Linked DNA regions of Zea mays: region 1 is linked to region 2. A link is a contact called in public Hi-C data. All regions are on one chromosome and are shown on one strand. The core of a region is the stretch at or near the end of the contact, and the rest is flanking DNA. Distances in the headings are between cores, read along the strand shown.

The links. Hi-C and Micro-C count contacts between places; a contact is called where the count stands out from the background.
Region 1: a Hi-C map of leaf mesophyll shows a contact between it and region 2, with 2.6 times the contacts expected there. The contact joins the promoter of LOC100502296 here to the promoter of LOC100283151 in region 2. A contact is called at or near these places in 1 of 25 Hi-C or Micro-C datasets (leaf mesophyll) and 1 of 3 datasets of contacts at active chromatin or transcription factors (seedling).

The regions. Positions count from the first base shown.
Region 1 is chr1:17,727,183-17,734,610 of Zm-B73-REFERENCE-NAM-5.0, forward strand. LOC100502296 reads right to left here and starts at 1,989. Exons shown (of 1, transcript NM_001196774.1): 1 at 978-1,989. The coding sequence starts at 1,886. The coding sequence ends at 1,071.
Region 2 is chr1:17,045,984-17,053,206 of Zm-B73-REFERENCE-NAM-5.0, forward strand. LOC100283151 reads left to right here and starts at 5,257. Exons shown (of 1, transcript NM_001156053.3): 1 at 5,257-6,195. The coding sequence starts at 5,405. The coding sequence ends at 5,950.

The DNA.
Region 1 (7,428 bases), core at 739-3,238, 680 kb after region 2:
TCGAGGACCAGAACGCGACGCTGGGACTTCTTTCGTGCTTGAGCGGCAAGAGCGAGGCCCACGAAACGGACAGTATGGACGCCCTCGTTCCACTCTTATGCTATTTTATATCTTAGAATGTGAATACTTATGTTTTTCTATAATAATCATGGGTCATTTTCACTATCCTGGGAAATTCGGATCTGTGTTCGCCTCATTTCCTGGACCCATCTTTCCAGCTCTATATCTGTTTCAGACTACGTTAGATTATTATGTGTTTCCGTTGCAACGCACGGGCATCCACCTAGTTATATCTAGATGAGTCATACCAATACCACCATCTACCAGAGTTGCCGCCACATACTCCTTCCGTTTCGTTTTAGTTGTCGCTGGATAGTGTAAAATTGAACTATCCAACGACAACTAAAAAGAAACGGATGGAGTATTTTTTATTTGGCGGCTAGAAACTTGCATAGCGTCGTCGCCGCGGTTTGGAACGTCGTCCATGCAATGCATGTGGCTTTAGCGGTTTAGCTTAATGTTGTTAGTTATTTGTCTCCGTGTGATTAGTGAACAGTAGATAAAACTAGCCTGTATTTTTTCTAGAGTAACATGCCTCCCCGTACTCATACTGCGTACGATCAATAATACTTCACCTAAACCGCCGCCGCCGCCATCATCTATTTTTGTTCCTGGTATTGGTATATTGCCCTGGTGCGCTGCTCTGCTTCTGGATAGGCAATTGGTAACTGGTGCTGCAATGCAACGAGGTGGGAAAAGTGAAATGGCTGCTCAATGAAATTTGTAGGAATGCATATTTTTGCAAATATGCAAATCTCGTAAGATGGACCTGCGCGTCGTACCGTACCAACATCACCGTTCGTTCACGTGCGTACGATGTACCCGAGCCGAGGAATCCGTTGTAGTACGTTCGGACACACGAGGAAGAAGAGGTCCCACGTTCGGACAGAAAAGAAATTATAGGAAATATCGGCTGTAAAAAACGGTTTGCTTATTAGGGTTCCACTACATCCTTTTTTTTTACAGGGGCAACTCGGCAGCAAGGATTGGAAGAAGGAAAACCGGCCGGCCTAGAAGCAAACACTGTCGTCGAAGCTCCAGAGTCCCACGCTGTCGTCGCAAAACACGGCGTCGCCGCCCAACAACTGGCAGTCCATCGTCACGGCAGGCTCGTAGCACAAGCCGCCGTCGAAGAAGCTGAACGGGTCGCCGAACATGAAAGCGTCCATCAGCAGCGTATCGGCGGAATCGTCGGACGGCGCCAGCGCAGGCGCCACCTTCTTCTCCCTTCCCTGGGCTTCTTCCTGGGGCTCTGTCCGGGCGCGCTTCGAGGCGCCGCCGAGTTCGACGCACAAGCCGACCGCGGACATGCCCTGGCACGACCTGTCGGGCAGGGCGCCGCCTCCTCCGTTCTCGTCCTCGTCCTCGTCCTCGTCCACGCGCGGCGCCGCCTTGGCAACGGCGGAGCGGCGCTTGGAGTTGGACGGGAAGTTGAGCCTGGCGGTGGCGCCGCGGAGGTCGCGCGCGGCGTGGTCGTAGGCGCGCGCCGCGGCCTCGGCGGTGGCGAAGGTGCCGAGCCAGACGCGGACGCCCCGGACGGGGTCGCGCACCTCGGCCGCCCACTTGCCCCACGGCCGGCGCCGCACGCCGTAGTACGGGCTGCTGGGCCGCCTGCGCCGGGTCCCGGCGAACCCGAACGCCTTCTTCGTAATCGCGCCCACCGGCTCTTCCTCGGAGTCCTCGTCGAAGTCACGGAACGCGGCCTCGAAGTCGTCGTCGTCGTTGGCCGCAGTCCGACCCTTGCCGCCGCTACCGTGGCCTGGCGTGACGCCGCGCCGCGCCGGCGCGCTGGGTATGAGCTCGGCGAGGATCGCACCGCCGCACATGTTGCTAAATGCTAGCTCGCTACTCGCTCGTCGGAAGGTCAGCTGTCTAGTAGCGTGTACGTGCTTAATTTACTTGGATTGGAGTTGGCGGTGAGTAGTGTCGTGCTGGGCTGTGATCGTGGGCAGTGCCGAGGTGGCGACTATATAGGAGTCCATTGAGGCGCTTGGAGTAGGCGAGAGGCCAAGGCGGCCGGGGAGATTGGAGAAGGATAGACTAGAAAAAGTCCGCGATTGCGACGGTGAGGCACAAGTCAGCAGCAGATGGAGAGGTCACTCACTTGACGAGTAGTCTAGTCACAAGGGCGCTCCCGTGGCTCCCAAACTGATGGGCTTTGCACTACCACCAGCCGACAGGCAAGTATGTAAGGGCACCCGTTCATTCCGATCAAGAACAAACACGGCAACGCCGGGAAGTCCGCTTGTCGACCTTGCCGGCGCCGCGCGGCCTTCATTGACATTTGACACGGTACAGCTCATCGCTCTTGTAATAACGAACAAAATAGTACGTGTACGTGTTTGCAAATGCACGTTCGTCGCCATCGCCGTGCACCGCTCACTGCAGATCGGTCGAGAAGCTTCAGCGAGATTCTTCAGGCAGAGGGAAAAAAAAAAGAATCCGAGTGTTCCAACACCCGAGTGAGGTGGCGGATAGATGTGCAGTGAAGTTGGGATGATCTGGACAGTGTGACCCAGCGGATGGCCGAAATCTAGAAGAAACGGAAATTTTGCACGAGTTTATCAAACGGATGTAGCGTGCATAATTTTACGGAATTTAGTAGTAGGGCACTGGTAATTTCAAAAAAAAAAAAAAAACTGATGTTGATGATATATAGCTGTTGGTGTATCGTCTAAGCCCAAGTGGATGTTAAGTTAGTTCGTGCCATTGGATGGACCATGCTACTTAAATGTTGCTACTTGGTACAAACATATTTATCATCAACTGGATGCGATGCGATACCGTCTTTCGCCTTTACCGGTACCAAGTATCAATCCTGGGCTGATTTGCTGATGCTTTGCACAGTTGCACCAAGTGTGGAAACATGCTACATGCCAAAATTTAGTTCTTATCCTGTTTGATTTCAGAGATTAAAAATATTTAAAATGAATTAAATAACTTATAAGAAGACCAAAATGTTCATTGTCATTCTCACTGTTAGTACAACTAAAATAAATGAGAGACACAAGATGATATTAGTATCTCTTTTAGTTACCCTTGAGGGACTATGGACTAAAGCAGTTTCTTCTTCTGTTAGTACTGCTCATTATCATTCTCACTGTTAGTACTGTTCACGCTGGATTGTAATCACTCTGACATCACTCTCGCATTTTCTCCTTCTAGCAAGTCAAATGTATCAATGTAATATAAATATTATGGATAATCATTCATGTCTATGAAATGAGAATATAAATAATTTACTGATATATCATCATTATTTATATTCTTTTGTATTTTATGTACTTTCGTTCATATTTGTTTACTGAGATGATGAAGGTATATCATTCATGACCTTCGTCTGAAGATTATTATATCCGAAAGAAGATAATGCGTCGAAAGACGAAGGTCTTTAATCGTTAACAATTGTGTTGCTTTGTTTTTGATGTATAACATTCGAGAACAAGGACCAACATATATGATATGGATGATTTATATGATTGGGTATGTGATATGGACAACCTATGTGATGTTATATTGATAGTTAGGGATGAAAGTGGATAACTGAATTGTTAGATAAATTCAATATTTTAAAATAGATATGTATGAAATTTGATATTGATTTTTTTTCTTATTTTATCAAGCACGTTATTACAAATAAGAATAAAATTTTGTATAAATTGTTTTATGCATTATTTGCTCCCTACAACAAAAAAGTAAAAAATATGAATCTATATTTGTATCTATATCTGAATTTTATATCTATCATTTGAGAAGATATATGATTAATATGAGGTTTACCTTTTATCAATATTTACGAGCTTAATGCTAAAAACAATAATATAAATTTGTACATTGAATTTTATATCCTATTTATTCGCAACCAAAGAAAAAAGCCAAAAAAATATCCGAACAAGTAGCCGTTTTCATCCCTATTGATAGTAATATATTTAATGCGGCCACATATTTCATCTATATATCATTGATTTCATCGGCCTATGAAAATTATCCACCAAAGAAAAAAGCCAAAAAAATATCCGAACAAGTAGCCGTTTTCATCCCTATTGATAGTAATATATTTAATGCGGCCACATATTTCATCTATATATCATTGATTTCATCCGGCCTATGAAAATTATCCAGATTACTACTGTGACGTGCATCGGTGCATGTCTTGTATTGAGATGTATAAGCTGACTTCATCAATTTCAGAATCCTGCTTCATTAGGCACACATCATGCATGACAAAAACAGGATAAGTTTATTTTTTTTCGTACATCATAATTAAAAACTGGAGCATGGATAAGTATTTTCCGTGTGTGGAATACACTGCTAGACAGACATGTATTGCACAGACACAGCCAACCAGGCGTGCCCTGGAGCCCTTATGATAGAGGCGAAGAAGATGGCAATGTCTTAGAATTGTTCATATTTATAATAGGGGATCGTAGAGTTGCTGTGCGTGTAGACAGTGGGATGGAACCCGGATGTCGACACCTTTTTTTTAGCTTGGTGATGGGCAGGATTGATAATTTGCAATTTGAGCAGCTCGTTGGGAGCAAGGAAAGCCAAGTTCAGTGCCCCTTCCTCTAGGGCTGCCTACAAAACAATATCAATTGTTAATAGTAAAATAAACCGTCCCTATCGTTTGGGGCTCATACTTGCAGTTGCAGCTGGCAAAGTTTATATTATCATTCTCTCTCTCTCTCTTCTTTTCTTCTCTTCATGAATCCTATGCGTCACTTCTGTACCACAGTGGTGTGGTGCACCATATGCCGGTAGCCGTGTGGTCTAGACGGGGCTGGGCTGGACCTCAGCGGTATCGGTGTGGTTAAGGGTGTAATGGAATCAGATTTGGACAAATGTAACTCTTTCATATTTATTTTCATATTTTCTTTTTAGATTGGATATAAATATTATCAGTTGTGTCGAATAAGATTTGATCATGTATTAACATCTTAAATATTCAACTTTCAGAATACGGATATGGATAAATACTAGATACGAATCGGATATTGAGTATCCGAATTTGGATATGGATCGGATCATAGCCTTTTTAGACGGATCGAATTCAAATACGAACACATAATATATATCATTTACACTCTAGGTGTGGTCTCCGATCCTGCATGGCCGAACAGGAAAACCATAAGACGAAAATTAGCCTATCTTTTTGTCGTTTCGGCTAGTAACCGATAGAAGTTAGCCTAATTTTTATTGGTTACTAAGCAACTCCAAGAGATCACTAAAAAAATGTTTCCCAAAACTTGTTATTGGGGCCGTTAGGGAAAAAAAATGTTGCTAAAAAAATATAAACCCACATCAGTCTGCTAATAAGTGGTCCCTAATTTTTTTTGAAACATATCTCACAGGCCATGACTTGACTATTTGGACCACATCGTTTGCATCATCAGCTCATCGCTACTGTAGATCGGTACTCTAGATCACGTCATAGCTATTGCAAGCCGCTGCTGTAGATCGCTGGCATGCAAATGCAAGCCATGGACGTGCGCTGGTGTACTGCAAGTCTGCAACTGGTTGGCATCTATGTTTCATGTGCAACTGGCGTCTCTGCTAGCTGATCTGCTCCATCTTGCATGTGCTATGCGCGCCAACGAGAAACAGGTGATATACACGAGGTCAAAAGTGGGCGCGGGAAATAGGTGCTATGCGCTCATGCGAGAGGATTGGGAAAGACTTTACCTCACTCAAATTTACGGGAGCAGTCACCCTCGATGCGTGACGCGAAAAAATGGAAGAACTTTGCACGAGCTGTTGGATGTGGGTGGAACCGGCTTTTCTCCTAAAACGATTTATTCGGGGTTTTTAGCAGCATTCTCTTAGATGCTCTAAGACTGTCTATAGTAGAGTGTGTAAAATAGGGGACACGACTGAACTTTAGATAATATCATTTAATATTATTTATAGAGATAAGTTTAAAATAGAAGATAAGATAGTGAATAGGATACATGATCAACAGCCTAATAGGATCAACAAAAAATTGCGAAATAAATATGTCAGTTGCACTCATGCACCCACATACCATGCTCGCATCTCCTTCTCCTTGCCCCCGCGTCGCACACAACACCACACAGCCGCCGCACCTCATCATCGCCACCGTGTTGTGCTGTCATCGGGGCACCTCCTCACCGATCTCCCTCGTCTCAACCCCCACCATCGTTTTCCATCCGTTTTCCATCCCGGTCGCTTATAAGAATCAACTAGAATCACTTTATTTGTTAATGAATTAAGAAGCTGAAGCTAGAAATCAAGAGATTGAACTCTACGAAACACCTAAAATCATGCTGACACCCGAGTTAGAGAATAAAAAACAAAAAATAACGTCTGAAATGAACCAAAAAGGAAATAAGTCGCCGTCTTATTTCCTGAATTCTTTCACTGCATCGTCATCGTCGCTACAGGGTAGGCTCATCTACCTCCCCTGCTGGTCTCGTTTGATCCAACCAATTCTTATCCTGTACAAACTCTGATTAAAAACTAGTATGAGTATTCCCCCTGTCCGACTGACCCGTACAAAATATCGCTATAGAAAACATGATGCTTAATTTGTTTTAGCTCCGACTAAATTTAGACAGAAAAGTAATATTTGAACATCTAAATAAATTTATAATAAAAATATATTCAACGATCTATTCAATAATAATTTATTTATATACCATAAGTATTCAAATATATTTGATCATAAAGTTAACAACTATTTAAATATAATAAAATAATGATGTTTTTTATTTGATCATAAAGCTAAAAATGATTGAATTGTCGATGGATAATAAGATGGGTGGAAGGGGTTTTTTGTGATATCATTATCTGGCTAACAGCTAACTATAGTCAGATCTCGCATAGTAAGGGTTGGTTTAGTCGACACTTAGAATAGAGGGGATTTCTTCTTATGGGTCCCTCCATTTCACTATCCATCAAAGAGCATCTCCAAGAGACTAGCTAAATAACTCGTTAAGCCAAATTTTGGCTACTCAATAACAAAATAATTTTTCAATAGACTAGTTATCTGACTCGCCAAGCTATCTGACTCTCTAAATTGGCTCTCTCATTAGCTAAATTTAACTAGCCACCAGACTATCCAAACTAGATAGAAAGTCTGTTGGAGTTAGATGCTATCTATAAAGTATAATCTTTATAAAAAAGTTAATAGATAGTCAAATAGAGAGCCAAAAATAAAAAAGTCTCTAGGAGATGCTCTAAGAATTTGTTCGATTTAAATTGGATTAAGGATTAGTTTGGTGGACAGTTAAAATAGCGAGAGGATGTATGCCCCGTAGATCTCTCCATTTCACTATCTATCAAAAACCAGTCTAAAAGCTTGTTCGGTTTAAAGTGGATTAAAGGTTTGTTCAGTTTAAGATGGATTAA
Region 2 (7,223 bases), core at 4,007-6,506:
GTACATATGCTAGCATATGTAATTAAATATATGCACACTGATCCTATATTATGAATACACATACATGTTCACTATATATACACACAAAGAAAAACACATGGTCAACGTGCCATCTTCATCACTCGGTAAATCAGGGAACCGTAACATAAGATCAATATTGTTCCTTGACGAACGTGATGGTCCAGAGAGAAAGACACATTACCTAATTATATTTTTGTTTCCAGTAGTTAGTCACTAACACTATTTACTATCGACACAACACATAGCGGCCAGGTATGGCTATTTTTGGCGTATGTGCGGATGTAGATAAATGGCCTTAGAATGATTTATTTTGTATTCACTCATGCAGCCACCGTTTCTTGTATACAAGCAACTAAACAGATGCTTAGTAAAAGTCGCGATGATTCAGGATGAAATGATACGGATAACCAATCAAGTGGATACAGACTGAAAAAAAGAACACTACTCATCGAAAGATAGGACAATGAACTCCATGAATATTAAACATGATTGTAAAAAACACATGTTTCTTTAGTGCCAATCTATATTTTGTGGCCTTACACCGATATTTTTTTGTCTCAATAAATTTCTCGGTGTGTACCTTGAGAAACTCATTGTAAACTTTTTTTTGAGCACATAATTATTTTGTGGCAACTAAGATCAATATTTTTGAACGTTCGATACATGTATATATATCTACTTGATTATCTGTAAATAGCGTCATGGTAATATAAGATTTAGATTGCTCATAATGCTACATTTGTATACTAAACTGTTATACTTCTAATAATTGTCTATTTAGATAATTTTGTGTATCACATATAATTTGTTGTTTCTATATGCCTAAATTAATACTCTTTCAACCATGTAAATGCAACGGTCAAAGACTCGCGCATGGCGCGAGCGAGTTACTAGTAGAAGACAAAAGACACGGGGGAGCAAGTTGTGTTGGATCGTTTTTTAATAGTACATTAAAAAAAGGAATTAACAAAGACATGGGGTTCCAACTAACTATACACGCAGGACGGCAGGACCAAATTAAATTAACAAACCAAACGAGCCCACGTCAAGCTAGCTGTAGCTAGCGGGTGGCGCAAGAAAGGCGAGATTTTTTTTTTTTTTTGCTTAATATGTCTGGTCGTGCGGTGCCTCTGATTCTTTATACTGTTCCCCCCCGTTTCACAAGTCGCCCGATTATTATGCGGTCGCCGTCGCGATGCATATCTTTATCCCAGCACGTTGCTGCGCACATGTGACGGAAATTAATGTAGTCTCTGGCGCGTACGTGTCGCCAGCCCCGCGCGGCATCTTTCTTCACGCCACGCGACGGGTTGGGCAGGTGGGCGGTGCGGCGCGGTGCGGCACGGCACGTCGCTGTCCTGCTCCCCGTCTCCGCGAAACGTGTTTGCGCACATGACGCATCTCGACTGACACCGGCAGTCCGGCACCACCACACACACACACACCACAGGAGTCTCGTTTCAAAGATGGCAGGCCGGCAGCAGTACAGGTTTGGGCACGGGCGGACTAATCGGAATCATCGTTCCGCCGCCTCAACCGCAATTAGCCGGATTATATGATACGATACGATGCGCGTAGGTAGACATAATACGCGGACCAGAAAATCGGGCAGCGAACGAGAGCGGGAATAAAGGCCTGTGCGGTATGGGCGTGACGCCCCCGATATCTTTCTCGTGAACCATCAGAAGGCCACAGGGGAAAGGCGTGCACGCAGTTGCCGCAGGTCCCCCACAGTCCACACATGTGGGTGGAGCTCGTACGGGTCCCCTTTTCAGTTTTTTGTTGTTGATGTGAATATGTGATCTTGTTGCGTCGGCTGTTTGGTTTAGATTTTTTTCTTTTCAACTTCTTTGATAAGAATCGGACTATGAATAGAATCTAGTTGAAGAACATACGGAGTACGATAAACTTGTACATGGAGTTCTGGATCTAGAAAACGATTTCTGCTATCGACTTTATCAATTATATATTCATGTTGATATTTGGATGGTTTTTACCGAAACGACTTTTATATAAACAAGCTGAAAAGTTAAGAATTTGATAGTCCACAACAGCTTTTAACGTCAGAAGATCAAAAAAAACCTGAAACAAACGGGGTCGACCTAACGGGCATGCAGCTAGCGTATTGAGCGCTTGTTTTCGTGTTGTTTTTTATTGAGGAAGGAAACATGGTTCTGGTTCCATGGATGGAGCAGCACTAGTAGGACGGCGAGGGTGGTTCTGGACCATCTTGTCTTCTGGATGTGGGCAGTGGGCTGGCTACCGGAAAGAATACATGCTGGGTTGTGCATGTTCAACTCTGTCGTATTAAGATGATGTTCATCCTCTGCTGGGCCGATCGAGAGCGGAAGGAGCTGCAGAACATGACTCGATCAAGACACGTCGAATGGATCATGTTGCGAACGCATTGCCAAACATGGCCTTGGTCGTCGACGGTGCAGCCTCCGATCCCTGGACATCAATTCTCGGGTTATTGGTTATGGACTAACGTATCTATCATAATAATCGGTTACCAGTACGTTACGACGGCTCACGATAATACCCACATAAATTATCTAAAAAAAAGATCTCAAGATTTTTTATTAGTTGTTTTCATTCTTCGTATAATATTTTTTTATGAACGCACGAGTATCATAGGCAGCAAATCAAAGACCCACATCCCTCATCTTCCTTACTTCTAAGGTTTCGTATAGCATAAGGGGAAGAGAAGAAGCGGACATACATGTTCTTTGCCGAAGAAGGACACGACGAAGACCTGGACATCTGTAGGCGAAATATATAGTATATCGCTAGATATATAGGGAGAGAGCACGCAAGCGGATAAAGAAGCTCAGCCGGAGCAGCTCCAAACCAAGAGACACCCGCACCAGGCGTCAGTCCGAGAAGGGCGAGAGAATGCGCGCGTCTTCCCAGCCTTGGACCCGCCGAAGCGACACAACACCACCACTATCTCTGTAGCATATGCCGACTGCTGTCACGCTACATGCCTTAATTGTCCAATATCTCAGACTTGGACTCATCGCTAAGATAACCTAAGCGTGGCAGGCGCCACCATGTCCTCCTCGACGGCACACACGGAGAAAGGCCAGGAGCATGACCGACTCGCCCTGTACCCGCGTCGACGACAATATATAATGACGGAGGCCAACTTTGGTTGGTTAATCCGATCGGTTCATCGATGGTCAGCAAGTATGATGGTTCTAATGATGATCCTGCACGTATTTCGTGTGTGCATCGGTCGGCTCGCGACTCAAACCGTGGGCGAGGTAGCAGGTTGGGGTGGAAGAACCGGACGAAGGCAGGGAAGACGAACAGGACGTCCGACGACGACAAAAACGATGTTGCGCGCATGATGTGAAATGTCCTCATGGATGTACAATAGCCACTGCGCGAGTCGGTGTCGGGGCTGGTGTCTGACGAATACGGGGAGGAGGCGCTTGCTCCTACGCCCTCTGTCAAGAATGAGGTGGCACGGAGGTGAAGGCATGAGAGGAGAGAGAAAAGAAATAGAATGGCGAACAAGGTGGTGGCAACTAAGGCGAGGACCATCATTATCGTACAGAGATATGGATGGTTAAATGGGTCGTGTCTGGCGAGCCGACTTGAGACACGACCCTTTTAATAGTGCCTGGGCAAACCTGGCACGAGCGCCATGCGGTGCTTGGGCCATAGCCTCGGGCCATAGTGCTGGTTCGGCCCGGCACGATTATTTTTTATTTCACAAAAAAATCATGTATACATATGTACAATTTATATTCAATATTATAAGCATTTGAGCATGATGTTCTACTGGTTAGATAGTTTTGCCTAGTGTCTTCTACCCTCCTTCCATCATGGTGTAGGTTCAATTCCCACGTCCTGCACCGCTTTTTAATATTTCACGTTGAGTTGATTTGAAGGAAATGTAATGTATGGATTTTTTTGTAAAAAGATGACGCAGGACGACCGTTGAAATAGGTGCTTTAAGTATATTAGAGATTAGAGATTTAGGAGGTGTTTGAATGCACTAAAGTTAATAGTTAGTTGTTTAAAAATTAGTAGTAAAATTAGCTAGATAACAAATAGCTATCTAACTATTAACTAATTTATAAAAAATAACTAATATCTGAAGTATTAGTTAAGGTGTTTGGATGTCTCAACTAATTTTAGACACTAAATATTAGCTCCAGTGCATCCAAACACTTACTTAACCTAGATAATATGCAGGTAGAGAATTATGATTAGGTGCGTAAAATAGGCAACAATCGAAATGTGTAGGAGAAATAGTCAAACGTTCCCGCATACCAACAACATTAGTAATACGCTCACTCGTTCTCAAGGTTTTTAGGTCGACTCTAGTCATGAACAATGATAAAAAGTGACTAATTATGATAAGTTATGGAGTTTGAAAATTGAATAGTTCCATTGATTCCATAGAAGAATACTAGGAAGAGAACACAGGATAATAAACCAACACAGTTCACTCTCCTTATATTTTGAATCTGATCCTCGATATACCGTGCCATTATAACTGGTAGTAGGCTGGTACTTTAGCATAGTACTACACTCGTTCTCGAATATTTGTCAGTCGCTAGTTTATTTTTAAACTAAAACACGATAAATAAAAAAGAATGGAGAAAATAACATACATTCAAAGTAAGAAGAACTAAATCCAAAAATGACATATAAATTATCGCAAATCTGTGATATGCCTTCCACATTATCATAGCATTATCAAAGATAGATCTTGATTTTAGAAAATAATAAAATTATTTTTATATTTTTCTGAGCTAAGATAAAATTATTATGAATTTATAAAGATAAGTTTAGATTTAATATATTTTTTTTGAAAATACCAAATTTATTAAAGACGGTAAAATTACGAATAAAAACAGTAATTTTCAAAAATAGTCAAAAGAAATTCAAACTATTTTCGATTCCGATTTTTCTTACCGATTCAATTTAAACCTAAATTCCTATTTAAAGCTATTTTTCATAAATTTTTTTAAAACAATACCTGATGTCCAAAAAATACCGTTTCCGTTTTCACCCGCTGACCCCACCCACCCAACCTGCTCTCTTCCGTCGCCGTCGCCCACAAGAATCACGTGTTTTTCGTGCCCAGCACCACGCCACCACCGCGTCTCACGTCTCCCCCACCCGCCGGTGGGAAAAAAAAAAACCGATGCCGCCCTCTCCGCTCCATCAAATCAATTGCCTTGCCCAGGTTGCCCATTGCCCTTGCCCCGCCCCCATCCCGCTATAAAAGACAAGGCTCCCCGCGACGCCCCCATCCATTCCCACAGCACCAAGCAAGAGCAAAGAGCAACACAAGCCAAGGCAGCAAACGACCCGCGGCGACGCAAGAAGAGAAGCCAGCAGTCGTCTGGATCCATCGATTGACATGGCCATGGCGGCGGCAGCGGAGGGCAAGAGCCGGAGGTTCGCGCTGGCCTGCGGGGTGCTGAGCCAGTACGTGAAGGCCGAGCAGCAGATGGCGGCCGCCGGGGCCCCTGCCCCGCGCGCCCCGGCCACGACGCTGAGCCTCATGCCCGGCGCGGACGTCGGCGCCGAGCAGGAGCAGGCCGCCGCGAGGGGGCAGGAGACGGCCGGGTCCGCCTCCACGGCGGCGCCGCTCACCATCTTCTACGGCGGCAGGGTGGTCGTGTTCGACGACTTCCCGGCGGAGAAGGCGGCCGAGGTCATGCGCCTCGCAGCTGGCGCCGAGCGCCCGGCGGCCCCGGCCCCGGCGCCGGCGCCGCGCGACGACCTGCCCATCGCCCGGAAGGCGTCGCTGCAGCGGTTCCTGGCCAAGCGCAAGGACCGCCTCGTGGAGCGCGCCCCCTACGCCCGCCCGTCCCCATCCGAGGAGGCGGAGAAGGCGAAGCCGGCCTCCTCGTGGCTCGGGCTCGGCGGCACGGACGCCGAGCGCCTCAACATCGCGCTGTGATTTGGATCTCGCTTGCTACCCACCTGGATCGACCGGGGGCGATTTGATTGGCTGGGTTCCTGGCTTCCTTTGGGTCTGCTGGATTGGGGTTGGTGTGGAGATCGGAGACGGAGGATTGTAGAAACGTATTCTTGTTTTTTTTCTCTCTCCCTTACGAGAGAGTTTGGCTGTTAATTGATTCGATAATAGAAAGATGGAGGATGTACAATTCGTGTCTTTCCTTCGTTCTGAATGTCTATTTTCCCTGCAAAAATCGTGGCTGAATTCATACAAAACTCGATGCCAGCAGCAACTTCTCCACGCTTGACCATGAGAGAGGAGAGAGAGAAATATTGACGACTTCCAGAAAAGATAGAAAACTGAAAATCCGAAACGGAGCTCCAATCACAGCCTCAAAATCGCATCGGTATAGTCCTCCAACAAGCAAAGCTAGGAATAGTCTATTGCCCAAGAATTCAAAAAAGTGGTCCAAACGGCCACCACGAAAACGTGCCTACAAAACCGCGTAGTACTATAAACCCCACCCCCACTACGCGGCAACACCTTTTGGTGGAGCGGCACCAGCCACCGCAGTCCGCACCGCACCGCCCCGTCTCTCTCGCGCGCGTGTGGAATGGATTATGATAATACTCAACCGTCGCTTGCGCTGGTGATTATCGCCGGGCAAGCGCAAGTGGGGCCGGCACCCACGGAAAGAATCCACAGGCCGACCGAGCTAGCTAGTAGGCGACGGGAACCTTCGCGCTCCCAGGTGGCCAGGTCCCAACCGCTGCCGGCCAGGCCTGCCGCTGCAACTTGCACGCCCCCTGCTAATATTCAAACCGAACCGTGCTCGTCGTGTCCGTCCGTCCGTCGCGTCGCGTCGCGTCGCTTTCTCCGGCCACGCGCGTGCGTTCCCGTGTGGCAGCCCCCGCGACGTGCCCAACACGCCCGCCTTTGAAACGGGAGCGGTCAGGGTGCCCCCGGTCCGGTACAGTTGTACGCCTCCGACTCGAAAGGCTCTAGTACCCGGGGCGGGGATCGGATGCGCACGATTCTGTCACGTTCCCGACAGCAACTCGCACGCGGCATGTTGGGTTTAGGGTGCCGAAATATCTCCGTGTTTATCCGGGCTACCATTGTCTTACAGGTTGTCGCTCGCCGCTTGATGGCGATCTCTCGTGATCCTTACGCTAACAGCTTGTTTACCATAGTTCTACTTTCTCAGGCTCAGCCAAACACTTTCAGACCCATTATCAATGGAGCTAATTTGATAGAGTAAACGATCCATCAA